Regions from separate parts of the Sus scrofa genome. Here region 1 is linked to region 2. The links are chromatin contacts, called in public Hi-C maps. All regions are on one chromosome and are shown on one strand. Each heading gives the region's core, a stretch centred on a gene start, on an enhancer-like site or on the middle of the called end of the contact. The rest is flanking DNA. Distances are from core to core; before and after follow the strand shown.

Region 1 (5,667 bases), core at 1,920-4,419, 580 kb before region 2:
AAAGTTTGCATCCATGGTATGTAAAACAATAGTTTGACAACGATGATGAGCTTAATAAACATGGAGATTTCTTGCATAGTTTTCGTTTTACTCCCTGCCCCAGTCCTATCTATGCTCTAACAAATGCAATTTAATTTTATACCTGATTCAACTTTGCACAGCTATTTAATGTTGCATCTTGGACAAAAGAGGTCCGGCAAGCACCTTGAATGTGATCTTTTCCCTATATGTTGTTTTCTTCGGGTTTTCATTTTATTTTTGTATGACAAATTTTGCCCAAAGCAGTCAGAAGAGAATGAAAGGTCAAAAGATCGGACGAGTCATATAATTTGGGCAAGAATTTCCTCCTTGGTTTAGAAGACCTCACCCATCTCTTGGATTAATCAAATTCTGCTAGGACAGAACAAAGAATATATATTTGAGGGAGGTGACTAGAGAGGGATGGGTTTGAAATAATCTCACCTGTCTTTTTTTTTTTTTTTTTAAAAACACAATATTTTAAATAAATTTTTGCAGTGTGACAAACCCTGTTTTAGAAATGGAGACTTTGCCATAAAAAGCAAAACCTTAATATTTGCCTCCTGATCCAGCCATTTCAAATGATGGGGAAACTGGAATTTGTCCACAGACTCAAGACTGTCTTTTTCTGAATCCTTACGTCTTCATATGGTTTGTCTGCTAAGGGAGTATATCTATATCAGTACGTAAAATTTTTCTTGCTCATTTTCCCCTCATGGAGTTATTGAAAACACACAGAGGAGGTGTATTATTCCTAATTCTAAGGAAAATTCATTGCAGTAGAAATGCTTTATAAATCAGAGAGGGTCCCAGCTTGCCTTGGCTTTAAGTCACAGTTTTTTTCCTGTCAGTTATCCCAAAGATTGCTGGGTTTGTTATCCTATGCAGTAAATGCAGCTGGGGGAAAAAAAAAAAAGGCGTCCAGAAACTGATGCTTGGAAGGCAAGGTTTTATATAAACATATCTCCCTGATCACTAACCTGTTCAAACACAACTTGTCTTGGATTGGGGTTACACTTGAAAACTGGAGTCCACTTTTTAAAGTAATCCCCAAACACATCTGTTTTTACTCCACATCTGCAAGACACTTACTCTATTTTCCAGCAAGTTTGAAGGGAAGAGTTGAAACTGTTACTTCTGAAAATGGGAGGGGGCCAAGGCAAGATGAAAGATTACTAGGAGAGGAGTTCCCATCATGGCTCAGTGGTTAACGAACTCGACTAGTAACCATGAGGTTTCGGGTTTGATTCCTGACATTGCTCAGTGGGTTAAGGATCTGGCATTGCTGTGAGCTGTGGTGTAGGTTGCAGACGCGGCTTGCATCTTGCGTTGATGCATCTCTGGTGTAGACCGGTGGCTACAGCTCTGATTGGACCTCTAGCCTGTGAACCTCCATAGGCCGCAGGTGCAGTCCTGCAAAAAAAAAAAAAAAAAAAAAAAAAAAGAAAGAAAGATTACTGGGAGTAATTACTGTTGAACTGACATTGTCCTTAATTCTAAACTTAGTTTAACACATTACTCACTAAAGGGATCAATTTTCTAGCTGTAATGTGCCATAATAAAGTGCACACCACCTAACCCCATTCATCTCCTATGTTTGCCAGTGGGTTCTTTCCCTCTGCCACTAGTCCCCCCACCATGCCTTCAAAACAATCCACTGGCTTCTAAATCACTCACTAGAATCGAGTCTATAACACTGAGGGACCTACAAGGTCCCTGCCTACCGTGGCTCTTTCCTATCCCTCCAGAGGCAGCCACCACCCACTATACGGCAGATTCATTGGCTTTCTCTTCTTTCATCCAGTCCTCAAAACAGTCTCTCTTCAGGGCTTTTGGGCACGCTGTTCCCTCTCTTTGGCATATTCCCACGCACCCCTGCATAAACTCACCCTCTACCTAGTTAGCTCCACTAACTCTTAAATAGCCTACGAAGTAAATATTACGCTCCAGGCTTCAGGAGACAAAAACCCACGGAGGCACACTAACTAGGAAACAGCCAGGAAGGCAACCCTGGGTAGTCAGGATTTGAATATAGTTGTTTCTAATGCCTTAGTTTCATTTCTTGTTACTGATCACACTGTCTCCCTTTCCAACACACACAGCCAAAGGTCTGAAATTGCCATGAACATTTTTGCCTATTAAGCTGTTTATCTTAACATCAGACATTTGATTTTCAAGCATGATAAGACTGTTACTTGCATGCTATTTTGACTGTCTACAGACTCATAATCTGAATGCCCTCGTGGGGGTTGGGCTGTCTTTTCATCTGTCCCTTGAAGATACCAGCACACGCTGCTCTCCCTTTCTCTCTGCCCAAGTCTCTCCTCTTTGGCAATTAATCATGCACTGTCTTGCAACATCTTTGGAATCTCTGTCTGGTATTATTTTACGCTTACACGGTTATTAAGTTCTTGAATATGTACCTCTGATTCCTCCAACTAGGCTGCAAGTTCCTTGAGGTTAGAGGGGAATATTTTACGAATCTTTGGCTATCACCATCATTTGTGCATACCTCACAGGATGTCAACACGCATCCTCACACGACTTTTCACACCGGCTCTGTGAGAAGGAGACGAACTTTCTACAGGTGAGGAAACAGAGATCAGAGAAAAGCCTGACTTGTCTATCACATCATCGTTTTTAGGGAGTAAAAGCAAGTTTTTAGATTTCTGAAATTGGAAGTCTTTCATTTTTATTTTTTTCCCACCACACCAAGCTGACGTTCACACATTTCCACAGTGCCTAGCACAGGATCTGGTACACAACCAATACTTAATAATTGTTGGTGGATTGATTTTTAGGTTTCAAAGGAAACTAAATAAAGAATCAGGATCCCAAGCTGTATGACAAACATCTGTAGGAAAAGTAAATAAATGAACTCATGGCCTAGATTCTTCCAAAATGTCAATATTTGGTATTGGGGAAACAATTTTTTTTGGCTGAACTGACTGAGACTTTTTTTTTCTCTCTCTCTCTCTTTTTTGAATAGTTACACCTTTAAGGATACAGTACAGCTCAAATCTTGCAAAACGCATATGTGAATTGAAGTAACTTTTATAAGTTTCCAATTTTTCAGGATCAGGCATGCCTCTGTGATAATTGTAACAGGAGTAAACAGTTCTACTTGGCCTTTAGCACACTGCCAGTGAGGGAGGAGCTTGGAGTCTGTCTGGAAAGTCAGAAACATGTGGTGGCTCCTGATCCTGAGCAAAGTAGGGTAACAATAATAGTCATTTTTCATTTTCTAGTCCTTGGTGTCTAGAGGTCTTTGGGGAATTTAACAAAATATACATAAAGCCCAATTCTGAAAACAAAGCAACATATCCCCTGGCCTGAACCAAGCAGGGCCTTAGGGAAAATAATAATAAACGTTTTCCTTCCTTTGCCGCCAACGTTACAAACCATCAGCAATGACACAGAGAACAAAGAAGTCAGAGGTTATGGGAAGGGGAAAGACTGAAACTAGAGACCTCAAGGAGAAAATAAAAGTGCGTGACCACTCTAGGAATTGCTTCTAGGAATTGTTCTAGGTAGAATCCGAGTTGGACATAAAATGCCAGCCACCCTTTACCCCCTCACACGCATATACAACACACACACACACATCCCTATCATCAATGACCAGAAAGTACCTGAGAGGTATCCTGGGCACATCAACATATGAGAAGAAACTGTCTGTTATGGTCACAGGAACAGACTAGACTTGTCTAAGAAATGCTGTAACATACGCCTTAATAATTGAAAGAGGCTTGCCATGTATTACCTAAATAAGCAAGTTGTAATTAATTTGTACATTTTGTTCCACTTCTGATACAAATTTGTTTTATGCGCAGGTATACAAACATATGCATGTCAGGAATGAATTAAAACTAAAATAAATGATTTTTTTCCATTTTTGGTGCTTGAGAATACAGGCATTTTTATATTCCTCTCCAGGCGTACCTGAATTTGTTTACCATGACCATTTATTGCTTCTGTTATGAAAATAAATGTTATTAAAAAATCTAAAAAGAGTGGTAGTTAGGAGTTCCCTGGTGGCCTAGTGATGAAAAAGCCAGCATTGTCACTGTTATGGTTTGGGTACAATCCCTGGCCCAGGAACTTCTGCATGCCATGTGCAGGGTTAAAAAAATCAAAATACTAGTAGTTAATGGCAAACACACTCATGTAGAAATTTAAAGAAATAAACTAGTGCACAATCATTGTTTAAGAATTTGACAAGTTGAGGGTATCCAAACTTGTAGCTAAAAAGGGATTTCTTTTTCTTTTTTTCCTTTTTGCAGCCATACCTGCTACATATGGAAGTTCGCAGGCTAGGGGTAGAATCATAGTTGCAGCTGCAGGCCTATGTCACAGCCACAGCAACACCAGATCTGAGCTGCATCTGTGACCTAGGCTGCAGTGGATCCTTAACCCACCGAGTGAGGCCAGGGATTGAATTGACGTCTTCACAGAGACTACGTTGGGTTCTTAATCTGCTGAGCCACAATGGGCACTCCTGAAGAGGGATTTCTACTTTAATGAAAGGATATTTTATTAAGCATCTCACTCTCTCTCATGTCTACTAACATTTACTGTCAAATTTCGGCTTCAAATATACCATCTATTTGGCTTAGGCAATTTACTTAATCTTTCTCTGCCTACATTTTCCCATCTGCAAAATGGACCTAATACAAGTACCTTATCTCATTAAGCCTGTTGAATCATTAAAAGAGATAATACATGTAAAATGCTTGGCACAGTGTCTGGAAAATTATAATCACTCAATAAATGTTAGCTAATATTGTCATAGTTGTCAAAATCTGCATCTTTATTGTCAGAACCATTACTCTTTCCTGAAAGGACCTCAGTTTTATGTATCCATCCCGGATTTCCTATTTTTCAAATTCGTTTATCACAATAATTGTTGAGCATCCTGCTCTTGAACATATCAATGGTCCTAAAAGACCAACATTTCACACATGAAACTTATAACTTCTCTTCCTAAAACTAAGCCTCATGTAGCACCATTGATTTCTGGCTGTACTGGTGACAACATTTGAAGACAGATTTATATGCCTCTCTTATTTCCACCCCTTCTATACTAATTTTTGAAGCCCAGTCTTACCAATTTTACTCTTGAAATATCTGTGCATTCTACCCACTTCACTCCATTTAACCATCACACTTTTAGATCATTATAACACAGTCCCTCACATGGATAACTATGGGGGGGACCCATGTACCCTCACACTCCCCATACCCAGCACCCCCTCTCCGCCCCAGTGTATTCCTTCTCTGTAGGCAGATGGATAATTTTACAATACGCATATATCCTGCTGTGTGGCACTTGGAACTATGTCTAGTCACTTATGATGGAGCATGATAATGGGAGGAAAAAGAATGTATACATGTATGTGTAACTGGGTCACCTTGCTATACAGTAGAAAATTGACAGGAGTTCCTGTCGTGGCGCAGTGGTTAACGAATCCAACTAGGAACCATGAGGTTGCGGGTTTGGTCCCTGCCCTTGCTCAGTGGGTTAACGATCCGGCGTTGCTGTGAGCTGTGGTGTAGGTTGCAGACGCGGCTCGGATCCCGCGTTGCTGTGGCTCTGGTGTAGGCTGGTGGCTACAGCTCCAATTGGACCCCTAGCCTGGGAACCTCCAT
Region 2 (6,158 bases), core at 1,773-4,272:
TCATCATTTATCATACAGATTACTGCTTCCTGTGGTACCAAGGATAAAACCAAAATGGAGTTGCAGGTGTGGCACAATGGTATACTCAACATCTCTGGAGCACCAGGATGTGGGTTCAATCCCTGGCCTAGCACAGTGGATTAAAGGGTTCAGCATGGCTGCAGCATGGACCACAACTGTGGCTTGGATCTGATCCCTAGCCCAGGAACTCCATAAGCTGCATGACAAAATAAATAAATAAATAAATAAATAAATAAATAAATAAATAAATAAAAGCAAACCTTTTATTTATCATGCAATGCTCTATAATGCTTACTTTGCTGACTTCATAAGTCCTCATTCAATGTATTCCAGCCACACAGCTCTTCTTTCAGTTCCCAAAAGTTGAGTCCTTGCTCTAAGATCCCTTATGTAGCTATGCCCTTATTCTGGAATGTTTTTCCCTTGACTCTACATAACCAGTTCCTTCTTATCCTTCATCTTCCTGCCTTCTTGTGAGGCCTTCCTTCAGCACCAGTTAAAAAGAGTTTCCCTCCCTCTCATCACTACCTCAGCACTTTGTATTTTTCATAGTAGTTTACCTATTGTAAGCAATTTGGAGTTTGTAATTAAAATGGTGTTGCTATTTTTAATCATTTTTATCATCATTTCTTTTTTGTCTTTTATCTTTTTAAGGCCACACCAGCGGCATATGGAGTTTCCCAGGCTAGGGGTCTAATCGGAGCTGTAGCTGCCGACCTACACCGGAGCCACAGCAAGGCCAGATCCAAGCCACGTCTGTGACCTACACCACAGCTCATGGCAATGCCGGATCCTTAACCCACTGAGCAAGACCAGGGATTGAACCCGCAACCTCATGATTCCCAGTTGGATACGTTTCCACTGCACCACAAAGGGAACTCATTTTAATTTCTATTAGAGTATAGTTGATTTACTGTGTTGTGTCAATTTCCAATGTACAACATAGTGACCCGGTCATACATATATATATACATTCTTTTTCTCATACTATCTTCCATCATGTTCCGCCCCAAGAGTTGGATATAGTTCCCTGTGCTGTATAGTAGGACCTCCTAAACATAATAGTTTGCATCCACCAACCCCAAACTCCTCATCCATCCCACTTCCTACCCCGTCCCCCCAGAAACCATAAGCCTGCTCAAAAAAATCTCTCAGTAGACTGTAAACTCCTTGTGGGCAGGGAATTTGTGTTCCTCATGCTGCATACCCAGGACCCAGCCAAACCTAGCATTCAACACAACTCCTCATTTTCTCTCATACACTACTTCCAATCTATCCGCAAATCCTGTTGGCTTTACCTTACAAATATATTTCAAATATGGCTATGTCTTTCAACCTCAGCCACTGCTCTTGTAGTCCACATTAACACAATCTCTCACTTGGGCTAAAGTACTTGCCTCCTTGAGGGTGCTCCTGCTTCCTCTATTGGTCTCCTAAAGTCTATGACTCCAAGGCAAAGGCTCTCTTAGAGATTTTCTTAAAACAAAAATCATATCATGTCTTTGCCCTCTTTAAAACCTAGTGTCTTTCTATTAATAAAATAAAATTATCCAAAACTTGGAAATAAGACAAGAAAATGTGCTTTCAATATAAGGCATTGTTTGACAGACTTACCAAAGAATTTTTTCATTAACAAAGAAGACACTTTGTCTTTGCTATTTACTTTTTTGATTAGAGCCCAAATTCTGTGAAGTTCCATGTTAACTTGCAGATTTCTCTCTAATAGAAAAGAAAAGCACAAAGTTATTGTTGTATTCCCCTGCAGGATAGTAACCAGTGTATATATATTAGCAAATTTACTTTAGCGTGTCTTTGAATGCCTGTCTATATAAATCTCCATTCCTCCAGGTTTTTTTTTTCCGTGTGTGTGTGTGTGTGTGTGTGTCTGTGTGTGTCTGTGTGTCTGTGTGTCTGTGTCTTTTTAGGCCCACATCCACAGCATATGGAAGTTCTCAGGCTAGGAGTCAAATCCAAGCTGTAGCTGCCGGTCTACACCACAACCACAGCAACTCCAGATCCGAGTCTTGTCTGTGACCTACACCACAGCTCACAGCAACACCAGATCCTCATCCCACTGAGTGAGGCCAGGGATCGAACCCATGTCCTCATGATGCTAGTCTCTTTCATTAACCACTGAGCCATGACAGGAACTACCCTCCAGTTTTCTTTCGAACCAGCTTTACCACTGTATTGATTCCATCATTAATTAATTAGTTTTGTACATTATTTGATACATGTTCATTTTTCATGCATGAGTCACCTTTCTACATTTTTGAAATTAAACCTGACAGCTTTGAAGGTCTCACCAAGATGTCCAAGTAGAGTTGCTTGTTGGAACCAGTGAAACTGCAATCCTCCCCTCAAAAAAAGGCAGGGGGTACCTAATAGGTATTTTAAGCCCAGACATGTTTTTTGGTCCTGAAATGACTCCCCAAAAGCACTATATCTTAGTCTGTTTGGGCTGCAATAACAAAGTATCATAGACTAAGTGACTTCTAAATAAACAGATATTCCTTACAGTTCTGGAGGCTGAGAAATTGGGGACCAAGGTGCCAGCAAATTCAGCATCTTGTAAGGACAAGGACATGTCTTTGGTTCATAGATCGCACCTTCTCACTGAGTCCTCAGGTAGAGGACGTGAGGCATCTCTCTTGGGCCCCTTTTATATGGGCACTAATCTCATCGTTGAGGACTCCATCCTCAGGACCTAATCAGCACCTAAAAGCCCCAGCTCCTCATACCATTGCCTTGAGGGTTAGGATTTCAACGTATGAATTTTGAGGGAACATAAACCATACATATCACACTAGAAATTTAAACCGTACATATCACACTAGAAATTTATCTTTGTTGAATTTTTAAAATTTTCTATAACTGTTTTTGTTTTCATTTCTAGTGCTTAGCCAGGTTTGGCTTTGGTTTCACAATGCCCTATATTTGTTCAGTTGGATTATTTTGCTTTGCATAACATGCAAGACTGAACCCTGGACTACAAGCTTAATACATTACTTATTAGAATAATAATAACATTGCCTAATACTTGTTGAATGCCTATTATGTTCCACTGCGATTCTTTTATATGTATGAATTATTTAATCCTCATAACAACCTCCATGAATAAGAATTATTATTTTCATTTGACAGATGACAATAATACATATACACATATACTTTTATCTTGTTTACAAAGCAATTATATTCATGTTTTTGCTTCATCTTGAGAAAGTATATAAAATTGGGATCGAATACTCGGCACAAATGAATCTTTCCACAGAAAAGAAAAACATGGACAAGGAGAACAGACTTGTGGTTGCCAAGGGGGAGGGGAGGGAGTGGGATGGATTGGGAATTTGGGATTAATAGATGCAAACTGTTGCCTTTGGAACAATTCTTATTCTTCTTTTACAGATGAGGAAATGGAGATTTAGATGGTAGATAGCTTAGCCAAGATCCCAGGTTTTCTTCCTCCAACTCTAGTATTTTTGCTTCCAGACTACACTCTCTCAATATCAAAGCAAAAAATAAACAAGATATCAACACAATTTAAAAATAAATACAAAAAAATTAAGTACTATACCCAGTACAGAAATTATTTTATAATAAAGAGCCAATTCTAAAGGATAAACAAAACTTTCTCCTACATTTATAATAAAAACACAATGTACTATTAAAAAGAATCTCTTTAAATTACCCTGAGCAGCCAAAGATGTTTTCTAAACTATTATGTGTTCAAAATATCAGGAGCCACTTTAAGCAACCCCTGAAGCAAACCAAGAAAAAAAAAAATCACTCTTTTTTTTTTTTTTTTAATATTTTGACAGGCTACCAATGTTGTTTCTAAGAAATTATGGTTCCAACTTGTGAGCGCTCCAAAGGGGTTTCGATTAAAAGAAATAACTTTTTGCAGGATTTAAAAATTAATGTTCACCAGACCTCTTGCCAATTCCCCAGGAAGAAATAATAAAGGTCTAAAAATATGCCGAACATTATATTCAAGCAATGTGTTAGTCTGAGCGGAATGAATATAATAACCCAAGAAAATGGGATCTGAATTACGCTAGAAGAATCTTCAGATCCACCATGGAATTCTGCTCTATGTTGTCATCATAAATGATATTTAGAGATTCCTGTAAAGGCAAAGCAAGATTTATGACTTCAGAGTCCTGACACTAAAAGTGCTTATATTTATCAAGTAATCATTGTATGTTAGGCTTTTCCTTCCCTAGATCCAAGATATTTAGAAGGACAATCTCTTTCTACTGCCAATATGCCTATTTGTATATTGTGAAGTAAATGAATGATTTTACACACACATACTCACACACACATAAAATTTCTGATAAAAGTTAATTCACATTTTTATGTGTTTATTAAAGTATAATTGATGTACAATATTGTGCCAATTTCTGCTATACAGCAAAGTGACTCAGACATATATATATGTATACATACTCTTTTTCTCATATCCTCCCCCATCATGTTCTATCCCAAGAGACTGGATATATTTCCCTCTGCTGTACAATGGGACCTCATTGCTTATCCATTCTAAATGTAATAGCTTGCTTCTACCACCCCCAAACTCCCAGTCCATCCCACTCCCTCCTTCCTCCCCTTGGCAGCCACATGTCTGTTCTCTGTGTCTATGAGTCTGTTTCTCTTCTGGGGATATGTTCATTTGTGCCATATTTTAGATTCTACATATAAGTGATATCTTATGGCGTTTGTCTTCCTCTTTCTGACTTACTTCTTCACTTAGTATGAGAATCTCTAGCTACATCCTTGTTGCTGCAAATGGCATTATTCTGTTGTTTTTATGGCTGAGTAGTATTCCAATATATATGTACCACATCTTCTTAATCCATTCATCTGTCTATGGATATTTAGATGGTTTCCACATCTTAGCTATTGTGAATAGTGCTGCAATGAATGTATGGGTACATGTGTTTTTTCATTAATTCATTTTTTTTTTTTTTTAGGGCCACTGGGGTGGCACATGGAAGTTCCCAGGCTAGGGGTTGAATCAGAGCCATAGCGCCAGCCTACACCACAGCCATAGCAACAAGGGATACCAGTTGCATCTGCAAACTACACCACAGCTCATGGCAATGCCAGATCCTTAACCCACTGAGTGAGGCCGGGGATCAAACCCTCATAGATACTAGTCAGATTCATTACCACTACGCCACAATGGGAACTCCTTCATACTATTTGTAGAGGTTTTCTCTGATCTTTTTATAAGGTAACCACCACCCTGTTACATTTTTATTTGATTACCACTTATTGTCCCTGTGGGGGATAAGGGCAGTGGGGAATGTATGAAAGAAATCAAGCCATCGCCAAGACTAATATCATTTTTTCCTGCTGTATAGCACAGGAAACCATATCCAATCACTTATGATAGAACATGATAGAAGATGATTAGGTCACTTTGCTGAATAGCAGAAATTGGCAGAACATTGTAAATCCACTATAATAAAATTTTTAATTCTATTTTTGATTGGGGGCAGACAGGAAAATGAAGATCTGTTTCCACATTTGTTATAACATGGCTTCACCTCCCAAGCTTTAGAGAATGAGACTTATATTCAAAAACATCTAAGCTCAAACTCTTCTCTGCCTCTTACTAAGATCTTTCAATAGTGCTTTATTCTCCTAAGCCTCAGTGTCCTCATTTGTCAAACTGAGATTTTAATACTTGCTTCATGGTGTTGAAATCCCAAATATCGAGATAATGCTTTTAAAGAGCTTTTAAAGTGCCTGGCACGTAATAAATGTTTAACAAATGGTGGTAATGATTATGACTATTCATGCTGATTACCATGAATTATTCAACGAGGAATAATTACGCTTATGGTATCATATAGTCTCAATTTTGAGACCAACATTTTTTTCACATTTCAGTATTTTTAAAACTGAAGTGACATTACACTAAATATACACAGAGTATACTTTTTTTCCTTCTGCAAAGATGTTTTTTAATTTACTAGTGTAACCTACAATGACAACATTCTAGGGCTAACCATTATGGTAGAAGGTAGGTGACAAAAATAAGTAAGAAAGCCCCTGTAATGTAGAAATTCGTAAACTGTGGTGCCTAGCAGAGAGGTCATGGGACTCCAGCTTATGGTTTCAATCCC

What was found. A called contact is a pair of places that touch in the nucleus more often than the background predicts.
Region 1: a Hi-C map of liver shows a contact between it and region 2, with 1.8 times the contacts expected there. The contact joins two enhancer-like sites. A contact is called at or near these places in 2 of 47 Hi-C or Micro-C datasets (embryonic fibroblasts and liver).

Annotation. Positions count from the first base shown.
Region 1 is chr4:17,413,358-17,419,024 of Sscrofa11.1, reverse strand. No RefSeq gene overlaps it. Among named protein-coding and RNA genes, the nearest start is that of SHAS2, 170 kb to the left of the region's middle. Within about 2 kb of position 3,169, at least 9 of the 83 cell types and tissues checked have an H3K27ac peak or open chromatin away from gene starts, as enhancers often do. A contact at or near this core is called in liver, where this site is marked.
Region 2 is chr4:16,829,340-16,835,497 of Sscrofa11.1, reverse strand. No RefSeq gene overlaps it. Among named protein-coding and RNA genes, the nearest start is that of ZHX2, 280 kb to the right of the region's middle. Within about 2 kb of position 3,022, at least 2 of the 83 cell types and tissues checked have an H3K27ac peak or open chromatin away from gene starts, as enhancers often do. A contact at or near this core is called in liver, where this site is marked.